Linked DNA regions of Mus musculus: all the other regions are linked to region 1. A link is a contact called in public Hi-C data. All regions are on one chromosome and are shown on one strand. The core of a region is the stretch at or near the end of the contact, and the rest is flanking DNA. Distances in the headings are between cores, read along the strand shown.

Region 1 (3,466 bases), core at 815-3,314:
CACACCATGCATGTGTCCTGGGAGAAAATATGGCAGGTTTGGCCAGGAAAACCAATGGCCAGGACAGGCAAAGAAAAGGAACCTGTGATCAGTGTGGTCCCTGAGCTGAAGGACCCTAGGGACAGCATCTGTCCCCTGAGAGCACAGGCTTCCCACAGTTCTTTTCGTGTGTGTGTGTGTGTGTGTGTGTGTGTGTGTGTGTGTTTCCTACCCAATAGCTCACAGCCAGTTTCCTTACTTTTGGTTCATACCATCTATCTCCCTAGATACCCCTTCCGTGGGTTCAGCTCCCCCACATCATTAAAGGCCTGCTTTCCTTACAGGAGTCTCTGAGGGTAGTACCATCCTTCTCTGTAGACACCTGTCTTCCAGGAGCTGGGCTTGAGCCTGAAGCTCATCTCTCACATGGCCACTTGCAGCTTGCCAAGATAGCTGGGGTCAAGATTTAGTCAGCCTTCTACAAATAAAGCATACCCTGACCCAACCATGGAAGCACCCATGAGCTAAGCCTCTGGTTTCCAACAGTTGCATCAGCCATTATCGCACACGCACAAACGCATGCACACACTCAGAGAGAGAGAGAGAGAGAGAGAGAGAGAGAGAGAGCTGGCACTCAGTGGGCAAAGGATTCACTGGCCCTCATTGAGCAAGGGATCTGCATGGCAGCAACACCTTTTCCTAACTTTCCAAACCCAAGTTAACTTCCCTTTGTCAAAATTGTGAAGCATTAATGTGCCCAAATGAAAGGTCAGAGGTATAGACTTGTGTCCTGGCCTCATTTCCAGTAAGAATGGTCTACATGGAGTAAGGGAGGCTTACAGCTTTACCTAGGCCAGTCCCGAAGATGAAGGCACAGATGGGTGGGTATTGGCTGTGGACCATTCATTCAATGGTCCAGTAAAAACAGTGGAGCCAGGCTCTGAACCAAGAGGTCCCATGCTTACCCACCCCAAACTGCCCCTTCCCATACCCTCACCCTATTCCCTAACAAAGATCCTTTAAGTTATGTCTAACAGAAAACCCCTTATTCTTTAGTAAGAAAAAAAGCAACTAAATAGAAAAAAAAATTAAAATTACCCGCAGAGCAACCAGTTTCTGACCCTTTCCTCTGCTGCAGAGAGCTATAGCCTTCCTTTGCAATAAACTTAACTTGCTTACTTTTCTTTAAAAATATATACAAATTCGCAGCAGTGGCAGCAGCACTCTGAGGACCCAACCCCTGTGGCTCAACATGAGGGCAGTGATGCTGGCTGCTTAGTTTGGCTCACCTGGGCTGCTATGGTGTCTGTGGATATTTGAGAACTGTGTGGCTGAAACACACAAGAGAGAAATGTTAGTGATGTCCATGAACTTTTCTAACACAGCTGTTAGAAATCAGCAACCTGGATGGCTTAGGACTGGTGCCAGACATAGCATCAGAGATAGTTGGTCCCTCACCTTCTACTCTTGGACTTCTCATTAAAGTAGACTGCCACCATAGCTCACGCTGCTACTGATCACTGGGGAAACTAAGGCAGGCAATCATTTAAAGCTGAGCCCCATCTGCATTCCCGGATGAGGTCCAGGCCAGAGTCGGCTCATGTTGTCTTCAAAATAAAACAAACAAAAAGACAAGATGTCCCAACCCAACCTCAAAGGTAAGTGGCCCCTAAGGTCCCTGGCAGAAATTTTGACTAGCATTCAGAGATGGGAGCATAAAAACACCAGAGTTCCCAGGACCCCACATTCTGGGTTTAGAATCAGGGTGGATCCAGTTGCCCTCACATGTGGTATAGAAACAGGCTCATCAGAAATCTCCTTAGGCAGATGATGAACTTATAAACCAAGGAGGGGTATGTGGGAGGGTTTGGCAAGAAAAGTGAGAAATGATGTAATTATATTATAATCTCAAAAAACAAAAAAAAACAAAAAACAAAAAAAACCCTGTAATAAAAAACGTTCTGGTTGGGGACCCCTGGGCCACTAGGGGGAGCCAGGGGAATGATATCGGAGGGCTCTTGGGGTTGGGGGGGGGGGTTACCAGATCTGAGGAAGAACTTGGGAACCACTACCACAGTGATTTTGTTACACTGAAAGGCACACAGCCCTCTCTGAGGCTCTCTGGAATCAATCCGATGTGTGTGGTACGGAGAGAGGTGCTCACTGAGGATGCTGGCCCTTCCTGAGACCCGCAGCCTCAGGTCTGGGCAGCCAGAGTCACACATGGCTGAGCATCAAGGACACAGAGGCAACCAGGGCGGGCTATTCTCAGAGTGTTGGAATGGAGGTGACAGGTCACATCAGGGTGGCGTTCAGAGCAGTGAAGGACTTGGGGCTTGAAACCTTAGCCATAACTAGGCTGTCTCTGAAAATTTTGGACTCATCTGAGAGGGGGGTGCAGCAGCTACACAGAATGGGGGAGGGACTCTTGGTTACAGTCATTCCCATAGGACATTTCATGTCTCCAGGGCAGCAAACATCACAGCCTGGAGTTACCACCAGCCACAATACTGAAGAGAAAGACCACAGACTTTAGCCCATCTAGCAGCTGCCCTCACCCTTTTTATTTTTTTTCTCAAAGGAAAAGTGCTGACACCATTTTCCAAGCCTTAATTATACATAAAAGCTCTCTCTTTAGTCAAAGAAAAGCTGAATGTAAACTCAAAACCATATTGACGTTATTGACCCACCGTGGCCCCACATGAGCCTTACATCTGCCTGCCAATATGACAGAAACTGGTAGGCGAAGGACACAAATGTCCCGTGTCCTTGACAGACAGACAGCCTTCGTTTCCACATCAGCAGATTCTGTCTTTGTGGATTTGTGAGGAGGAAGAGAATAGGGCTCCTGATAGAAGCTTGGCGTACAACTCCCCAGCATCCTTCAAGTGATAAGCAAAAGCTTCCATGGCTCACCACTCTCTGCCTAGACAAATTCTAAATATGGATCTGCACATATGTACAGATTAGACTGAGCACACAGGAGCAAAGCAAGCTGGCCATCCGTCCCTCCTGTCCCCTCCCTCTGTAGGAATCTGGCTGGGGATGTAGGTTTGAGTTCACAGTACTGACGATCTCAGAGTCCAGCTGAGCATAGCACAGGAAATCAACATGCCTGCATCTGAACTAACTGCATTCTGCTTCATTGCCCTGCTTGCCAACAAATGTTTATGCTCTTATTGCCTAAGGTCCTATGATTCAAAAGGGGGCCCATATATTCTACCATAGCATCTCCAGTGCATTAGTACTTAATGGCCATGGGCCGTGGAGCGACACTGTTTAACCAAGGTTACTCTTTTTTTTTTTTTTTAACCTCAGTGCTATTTTGGTCTTGAGTGTGCTTCTGGCCTTTGTGGTTTTATGGAAATTCAGTGTCCTTCAAAGGAGAGGAAAGAGTGATGTACACCCAGAAGAAATCTGGTTTCTCAGCTCAGGCCTTGGAGAAGCTGGGAAGACAATATTCTGAGCTGCTCAGCAGCTGTTTCTG
Region 2 (3,135 bases), core at 172-2,671, 79 kb before region 1:
TTGGTGGTTTAGTCCCCAGGAGCTCTGGAGGTAATGGTTGGTTCATATTGTTGTTACTCCTATGGGGCTGCAAACCCCTTCAGCTCCTTGGGTCCTTCTCTAGCTCCTCCATTGGTGACCCTGTGCTCAGTCCAGTGGATGGCTGTGAGCATCCACTTCTGTTCTTGTCAGGCACTGGCAGAGCAGGAGACAACTATATCAGGCTTCTGTCAGCAAGCACTTGGCATCCACAGTAGTGTCTGGGTTTGGTAACTGTATATGGGAAAAGATTTTTCTAAGGTAGTTGTGACCGCCTTTCACACCAAAATTTCACGAGCTGAGCTTAGGACTGTAGCATCTGAGTGTGTGGCTATGACTCATGGAGTGTGTGTGTGCATACACACAGGGAGGGTGTGTGTGTGTGTGTGTGTGTGTGTGTGTGTGCATACACACAGGGAGGGTGTGTGAGTGTGTGTGTGCATACACACAGGGAGGGTGTGTGTGTGTGTGTGTGTGTGTGTGTGTGTGCATACACACAGGGAGGGTGTGTGTGTGTGTGTGTGTGTGTGTGTGTGTGTGCATACACACAGGGAGGGTGTGTGTGTGTGTGTGTATGTGTGTGTGTGTGTATGTGCATACACACAGGGAGGGTGTGTGTGTGTGTGTGTGTGTGTGTGTGTGTGCATACACACAGGGAGGGTGTGTGTGTGTGTGTGTGTGTGTGTGCATACACACAGGGAGGGTGTGTGTGTGTGTGTGTATGTGTGTGTGTGTGCATACACACAGGGAGGGTGTGTGTGTGTGTGTGTGTGTGTGTGTGTGTGCATACACACAGGGAGGGTGTGTGTGTGTGTGTGTGTGTGTGTGTGTGTGCATACACACAGGGAGGGTGTGTGTGTGTGTGTGTGTGTGTGTGTGTGTGTGCATACACACAGGGAGGGTGTGTGTGTGTGTGTGTGTGTGTGTGTGTGTGTGTGTGTGTGTGCATACACACAGGGAGGGTGTGTGTGTGTGTGTGTGTGCATACATGTGCACATGCATGATGTATGTGCATGTATGTATGTATGTTCATGTGGATACATGTGGTTTCCTCCAAGGCTAAAACACAACCACATTCAACAACAAAGCTTTTCCTACGATGGAAAAGCTTCTGATATTGTCACTGCCATCAGTTCCATTTTACACTGCTTATGTCACCACACCCACACTAAAACCTCTACTTCTGCAGAGAACAGTCCTCCGAGAAGCCAAGCCAGGATCATCCAAATGTCTGGCTTTAACATAACACGGTTGTGGGTAACCAGTGGCCGCTGCCATTTTTGCAAACCAGTGCTTAGGAAGCACTTTATTTTGGTGGCCAAGTGTTCTGCTTTGCTAGTTTACTCAGAGGGGTTCTTCTCCCTCAGGCCAGTGCAGCACGCTGCATCTCCCATCTAGACGCTCGAATATGTATGAGGGGGTGACAAAGACTGATCTGTCTGTGGAGAACTGAAATGTGAGCGTCTGCCACAATGCTCCTGAAAGAAATTAGACTCATCAGCTGGAATGATTCATAATGATGCCTGTGTTTGCTCTCAGAATGTTAAGGGAATCGACCACCCACTTCATCGTCAAATGAACTTTTTTATTTCACCCTACAAACCCCTATTCTCTCAATAATATAGATTTTTTAATAGACATATCTCTCCAAACGGTCCCACCAGCTCAAGCAAAGACAAATTATAACGAGCTAATATTTTTTGATTAATGCTAGGTTTTGTACCTGAACTCAGGAGCATAAATATCTCCTTTAAAGTGATACTGCCTGCAAATAAGATCAAATCAAATTCCAAAGCACTTTGTTAATGAAAAGTATTGATTTTTATACCATTTGGTCCAAACCACTGCCAATTTCCATGCATTTGCCATCCTTTTGAACAATGAGCTTATGCCATTAAGACCTGCAGATGCCCTTCCATTCCTCCTTCTCCATGGCTTGCTCTTTTCTCCTCTCAAGATCCAGGACTCAGCTCTATGTCTCCTTGTGCCTGTTCTCCAAGGATCTCCATCATCCCCTACAGCATGGAAAATTACTCCTAGGTGGGCAGCTTTCCCATCATCATCTCTGCAAAACACTGAAGTGGGTGACTTATCTTTTCTAGCTTCTTCTCACATTACCCTCACTCTTCTTCTACAGTCTGAGGGCTGAGAGCCTACTGTCAAAGTCTAATTGCCTTCAGAAACCTAGACAAACATCCAAGTCAAACTTTCTAACACCCCCCCCGGCCCCCCGGCCTTTTCAGGTAATCTCCATACTGTCTTGCAATCCAGACAAACTGACTGTCATGCTTCAGTTTCAGAGGTCAGTGTCACCACAGAGTGTTGTGTTTTGAAGGATGCATGAGGTAGAGTAAGCTGGGTAGGTGCTGGGGCACAAGTTGACTTGGGCAACTGAGTATAACCCATCAAAGCTAAGCCAGTGACTATAGAAAAATCACAGAAAATTCACTGGGTGTGCACTTCCATGTGCGTGTGTGCGTGTGTGTGTGTGTGTGTGTGTGAGTGAGTGTGTGTGTAGCTTGTGGAATAGGCTAGCCTGGATAACCAGGAAGCTTCAGGGTTTGGCCTTTCTCTACCTCTACAATGCTGGGGTTGCAAGTTTGTACCACCACTCCTGGATTTCATAGTGTTGGCTTTGAATTGAATTCAAGTTCTCAAGTTTTCATGGAGGATACTGGGCCATCTCAACAGGCTACCAACATTATGCCCTTAGGTCGTAACTATACATCATGTGTGACATCTCATGTGAATCTAACACTTATTTGGCTTCAGTGTATTTATACTTTCACCACCTAGGTTATAAACTCCCTAAGAAATGCTGAAACAAAGGTTTGCTTAGATACCTGGGAAGGTGTGCTGGTTAGCTTTTGACAACTTGACATGAATCTAGATATATCTATGAAGAGAGAAACTCAGTTTGGGAAATGCTTCAGTCAAATTGGCCTGTGGGGCATTTTCTTAATTGCTAATTAATATATAAGGGCTTATCCCACTGTGGGCAATGCCAACCCAAGGAAGGTGGGCCTGGGTTCTATGAGAATGGTAGATGAACAAGGCAGAGGAAACAGGCTAGTGAGCAGTATTCTTGCATGGTTTCTGCTTCAAGCTTGTGCCTTC
Region 3 (3,553 bases), core at 630-3,129, 130 kb after region 1:
TGGTAGAGTGCCCGCCTGCCTGGTGTGTACCAGGACAGAGGTGTCCCACTGTCCACAATACAAAGAAAAGCAACAGGCTTAAAGAAACTGAGTTCTGAAGAAAAGAAAGAAAGAAAGAAAGAGAGAGAGAGAGAGAGGGAGGGAGGGAGGGAGGGAGGGAGGGAGGGAGGGAGGAAGGAAGGAAGGAAGGAAGAAAGGAAGGAAGGAAGGAAGGAAGGAAGGAAGGAAGGAAGAGAGTTCTGCCCATTTGAAGACCCTTTGGTCCTTCCTTCCCCATCAGCTGTCATTTTTCAGGGGCAACACGGCATTTCTGCTCACATGTCGGGGTTTCACTGTGACTGCTTCTGACTCTATGAACTCACCCAGTGATCTGCATTATAGAATATGGATTCCTCTACTTGGTTTCCCTTGCCAGATTTTATGATCCTGAAATCGATCTGTGGTGGCTTGTAGCTACAATTTGCACACTTTTATTGCAGTATGGATTCTAACGCCCAGACAAGTCTTTTTAGATATCAATGATTATTTATTTCACATAAGTTTAAAGGAGAGGAATTGACTGGTCGAGGGCCAGACCACAAAGCAGGGAAGGGGATTTCCAGCTGCTCTACAAAACGGACACACTTATTCTTCCATTAATCTGCATCAACGTATCTAAACCTCGTGCGTGGCCACCAACCTGTGTGGACTTCACCAATTAATCTGTGCTGATCTGAGAAACTATAAAACACATTGTTGTCTAAGCCTTTCAAAGATATACTTTGTGAAGGATGTGCACAAGTGCACAAAACCTAAGAGCAGTATTTATCATGAACACTTTCTTTGAATTCTAAACCTATAACAGTTACGTAACTTCTCATCAGCATACCATCACTGATAACATCTGCATTGTAAAGTTTACCTCCTGCTATTATTCTGTGTGATGAACATTACGGTCTGTTTATAAATGCACATGTCATAATGATACTTAACCCTCCTGTCAGTCATTTGAGTTAGGACCTGTTACTATGCATCATGAAATGACAAGGACATCGAGGCACAAGAAGAAGACACAGGTCAGTTGCTGGGAGCTGAGCAGCTGGGGAGATTCAGATCCTAAAGCTGGGTCCTAAGCTCTGGCTCTGGCTTTGGTCCCAGCAGCCAGGATTTCAATGCCTTCAGAAACTGTCATTACTAGTAATCATAATTTCCTCTTTTTCAGAGTAAAGGTTGATTTGGCCCTACTGCATGATTTTTCTATGATCTTGGAGATTACTGTTGTCTAATAGATGAAAATTCATTTCTCTTCCATTTTTTTACTTCAAATGCTTCATAATATAAGTCTCTGATGGTCTAATGGACCATTCTAATCTATGTTGAAATGGCATTTTTTACATAGGACAATCTCCTTTAACTCGGTGATGCCAATTATCCTTGACTCTCTTCAAATATGTCTGTTTCCCCCCCTTGGCCACTGCATATCTCTCTCAGCCATGTCCAGATAAAGCAGGAAGGTTCATGCTCTGCCCAGATAACAGAAAAAAAAAAAAAAAAAAAGAATCCCTTCTTGATCGTTTTTTAAGACTTACTAAGTAACTAGTTTATTCCTCAGTACAGTTCAGGCTCTGGCAATTGATAGGAGGATGAAAACTCAGAGACTGATTCTTTTACTGGGTTTACTGAAAATCTCAGATACATTACAAGAAGCCTGCAAATGCCCCCAGTGCACGTCAGCTGTTGACTCTGTGTTAAAAACAGCAAGCTCAGCCAGCCTCTCTCAACAGTCTCTACCGAAATTGCTGTTTTTCAAAGCTGGAGCCTTCCCTGCTAAAGCCAATAGCTGTCACATGATTAATGTGCTTGTGTCTTATTAACCGCTCCATTACAGAAGCCGTCCAATTCGCAGCCACCCTTTCTGCGGGGACCTTTCTGTAAAACCCTAGTTGAGATCATGCTATTCTGACTGCGGGCTAGTGCACCTACCACCAAAACATCATAAAGAGCGAAGAATTACTACTTCCAGTAATCCAGGCCATAAATCAAGCCTCTCAGAGAAGTTGTGGGGTGAGGGGAGGAATCACAAGCCATTTCTTGTATTCATATTCAAAAGCCAATCTGTAACAGCCTATCCCAGAAAGTGTCAGTTGTGTGTGTGTATGTGTGTGTATGTGTGTATATGTGTGTATGTGTGTGTATATGTACATGTGTATGTATGTGTGTATGTATGTCTGTGTGTATATGTGTGTACATGTGTATGTTTGCATGTGTGTATATGGGTGTCTGTGTGTATTGTGTGTATGTGTGTGTATGTCTATGTGTATGTATATGTATGTGTGTATGTGTGCATGTGTGTATGTGTACATGGTTATGTATGTGTATATTGGGTGTGTGTATGTTTGTGTGTATGTGTATGTATGTGTGTGTCTGTGTGTATGTGCCTGTGTGTACATATACATATTTGTGTATGTGTATGTATGTTTATGTGTGTATGCATGTATATGTGTATATGCATGTATGTGTGTATGTGTGCATGTATATATATGTGTGCATGTGTATGTATGTGTGTATATATGTGTGTATGTGTGTATATATGTGTATATGCATGTGTGTGTGTGCATTGTGTATATGTACCATATGTATGTGTGTATAAATTGTGTGTCTCTGTCTGTGTGTGTGGTCAGTATGAATGGCAGAGCTAGGGAGGACAAAAGAAATCTCAGTCAAGTCTTTCAGAATGCTGTGATCTTATCGAGCCCTTCCTTGCTCTAACAGTATTTTAAGATTGTTAAAAACTGTCACCTTATCTGTGTGGTGGCATCACCCACCACAGAGCTTATCTGAACCCAGCTGCCTGAGGAGAATGCAGTGTGTCACGACCTTGATTTCTTAGCACCTGACCTTAATATCTAATCAGCCGCACATGGCAGTGAAGCCACCCAGAGATGTCACATAGACCCCTCTGGCGACTGGAGATTCAAAAGATGTTTATTTCATTTACCCGTCATAGACATCTCCAGGCAACAGACTGGGCAGCCTCACCCTTCCCATCTGCGCCCCATGCCCTTCAAGGGTTAGCATGGAGTTTGAAGTCCTGGATACCCTTTCAGTTGAAAATAATTTGTACCCCCTTGGGTCAGTGATAAAAATGATCTATGCTTGTCCTGAGACTCAGGAAGAGAGCCCTCAACTTGAACATGGAAAAATATTAACAACTCCTGGCATGTGCAGTGTTTAAAACACAAAACATTCCCCTCCAGAAACACCTAATATAAAGTCTCTAATACAGAGTAGATGTGCATATCCATATATTACACAAACAACTCCACATATACACAACACACACAACACAATCCTCGCACAAACTCTTAACAAGCTTCTAAAGGAAGGCCTAAACATTTTTTCTCCAAATCAAAGTGAGGCAATAAATATATGAGATCATACAAAAAATGTCAGTTATGAAAGTGTTATTATATTAAAGATGACAGAGAAGGATCTGGGATTTCTCCTTCAGCACTGACTTTGGACTCAAATTTACTCCCTTGACCGTGAGACAGAGTCACTACCGACTGGGCAG

The links. Hi-C and Micro-C count contacts between places; a contact is called where the count stands out from the background.
Region 2: a contact with region 1 is called in a Hi-C map of cerebral cortex, with 2.2 times the contacts expected there. The contact joins two enhancer-like sites. A contact is called at or near these places in 1 of 39 promoter capture datasets (hippocampal neurons) and 5 of 484 Hi-C or Micro-C datasets (cerebral cortex, frontal cortex, muscle stem cells and 2 more).
Region 3: a Hi-C map of cerebral cortex shows a contact between it and region 1, with 2.4 times the contacts expected there. The contact joins two enhancer-like sites. A contact is called at or near these places in 30 of 484 Hi-C or Micro-C datasets (the C2C12 cell line, Sertoli cells, bone marrow-derived macrophages and 16 more) and 11 of 115 datasets of contacts at active chromatin or transcription factors (bone marrow-derived macrophages, cardiomyocytes, differentiating embryonic stem cells and 8 more).

Annotation. Positions count from the first base shown.
Region 1 is chr17:9,757,542-9,761,007 of GRCm38.p6, forward strand. The region is part of intron 3 of 4930452A19Rik (RIKEN cDNA 4930452A19 gene); the gene reads right to left. Among named protein-coding and RNA genes, the nearest start is that of 4930452A19Rik, 17 kb to the right of the region's middle. Within about 2 kb of position 2,065, at least 47 of the 459 cell types and tissues checked have an H3K27ac peak or open chromatin away from gene starts, as enhancers often do. A contact at or near this core is called in cerebral cortex, cortical glia and stem cell-derived motor neurons, where this site is marked.
Region 2 is chr17:9,679,555-9,682,689 of GRCm38.p6, forward strand. No RefSeq gene overlaps it. Among named protein-coding and RNA genes, the nearest start is that of Pabpc6, 11 kb to the left of the region's middle. Within about 2 kb of position 1,422, at least 38 of the 459 cell types and tissues checked have an H3K27ac peak or open chromatin away from gene starts, as enhancers often do. A contact at or near this core is called in cerebral cortex, where this site is marked.
Region 3 is chr17:9,883,527-9,887,079 of GRCm38.p6, forward strand. All of the region lies in intron 1 of Gm34799 (a long non-coding RNA gene), which reads right to left. Among named protein-coding and RNA genes, the nearest start is that of Gm34799, 22 kb to the right of the region's middle. Within about 2 kb of position 1,880, at least 18 of the 459 cell types and tissues checked have an H3K27ac peak or open chromatin away from gene starts, as enhancers often do. A contact at or near this core is called in cerebral cortex, cortical glia and stem cell-derived motor neurons, where this site is marked.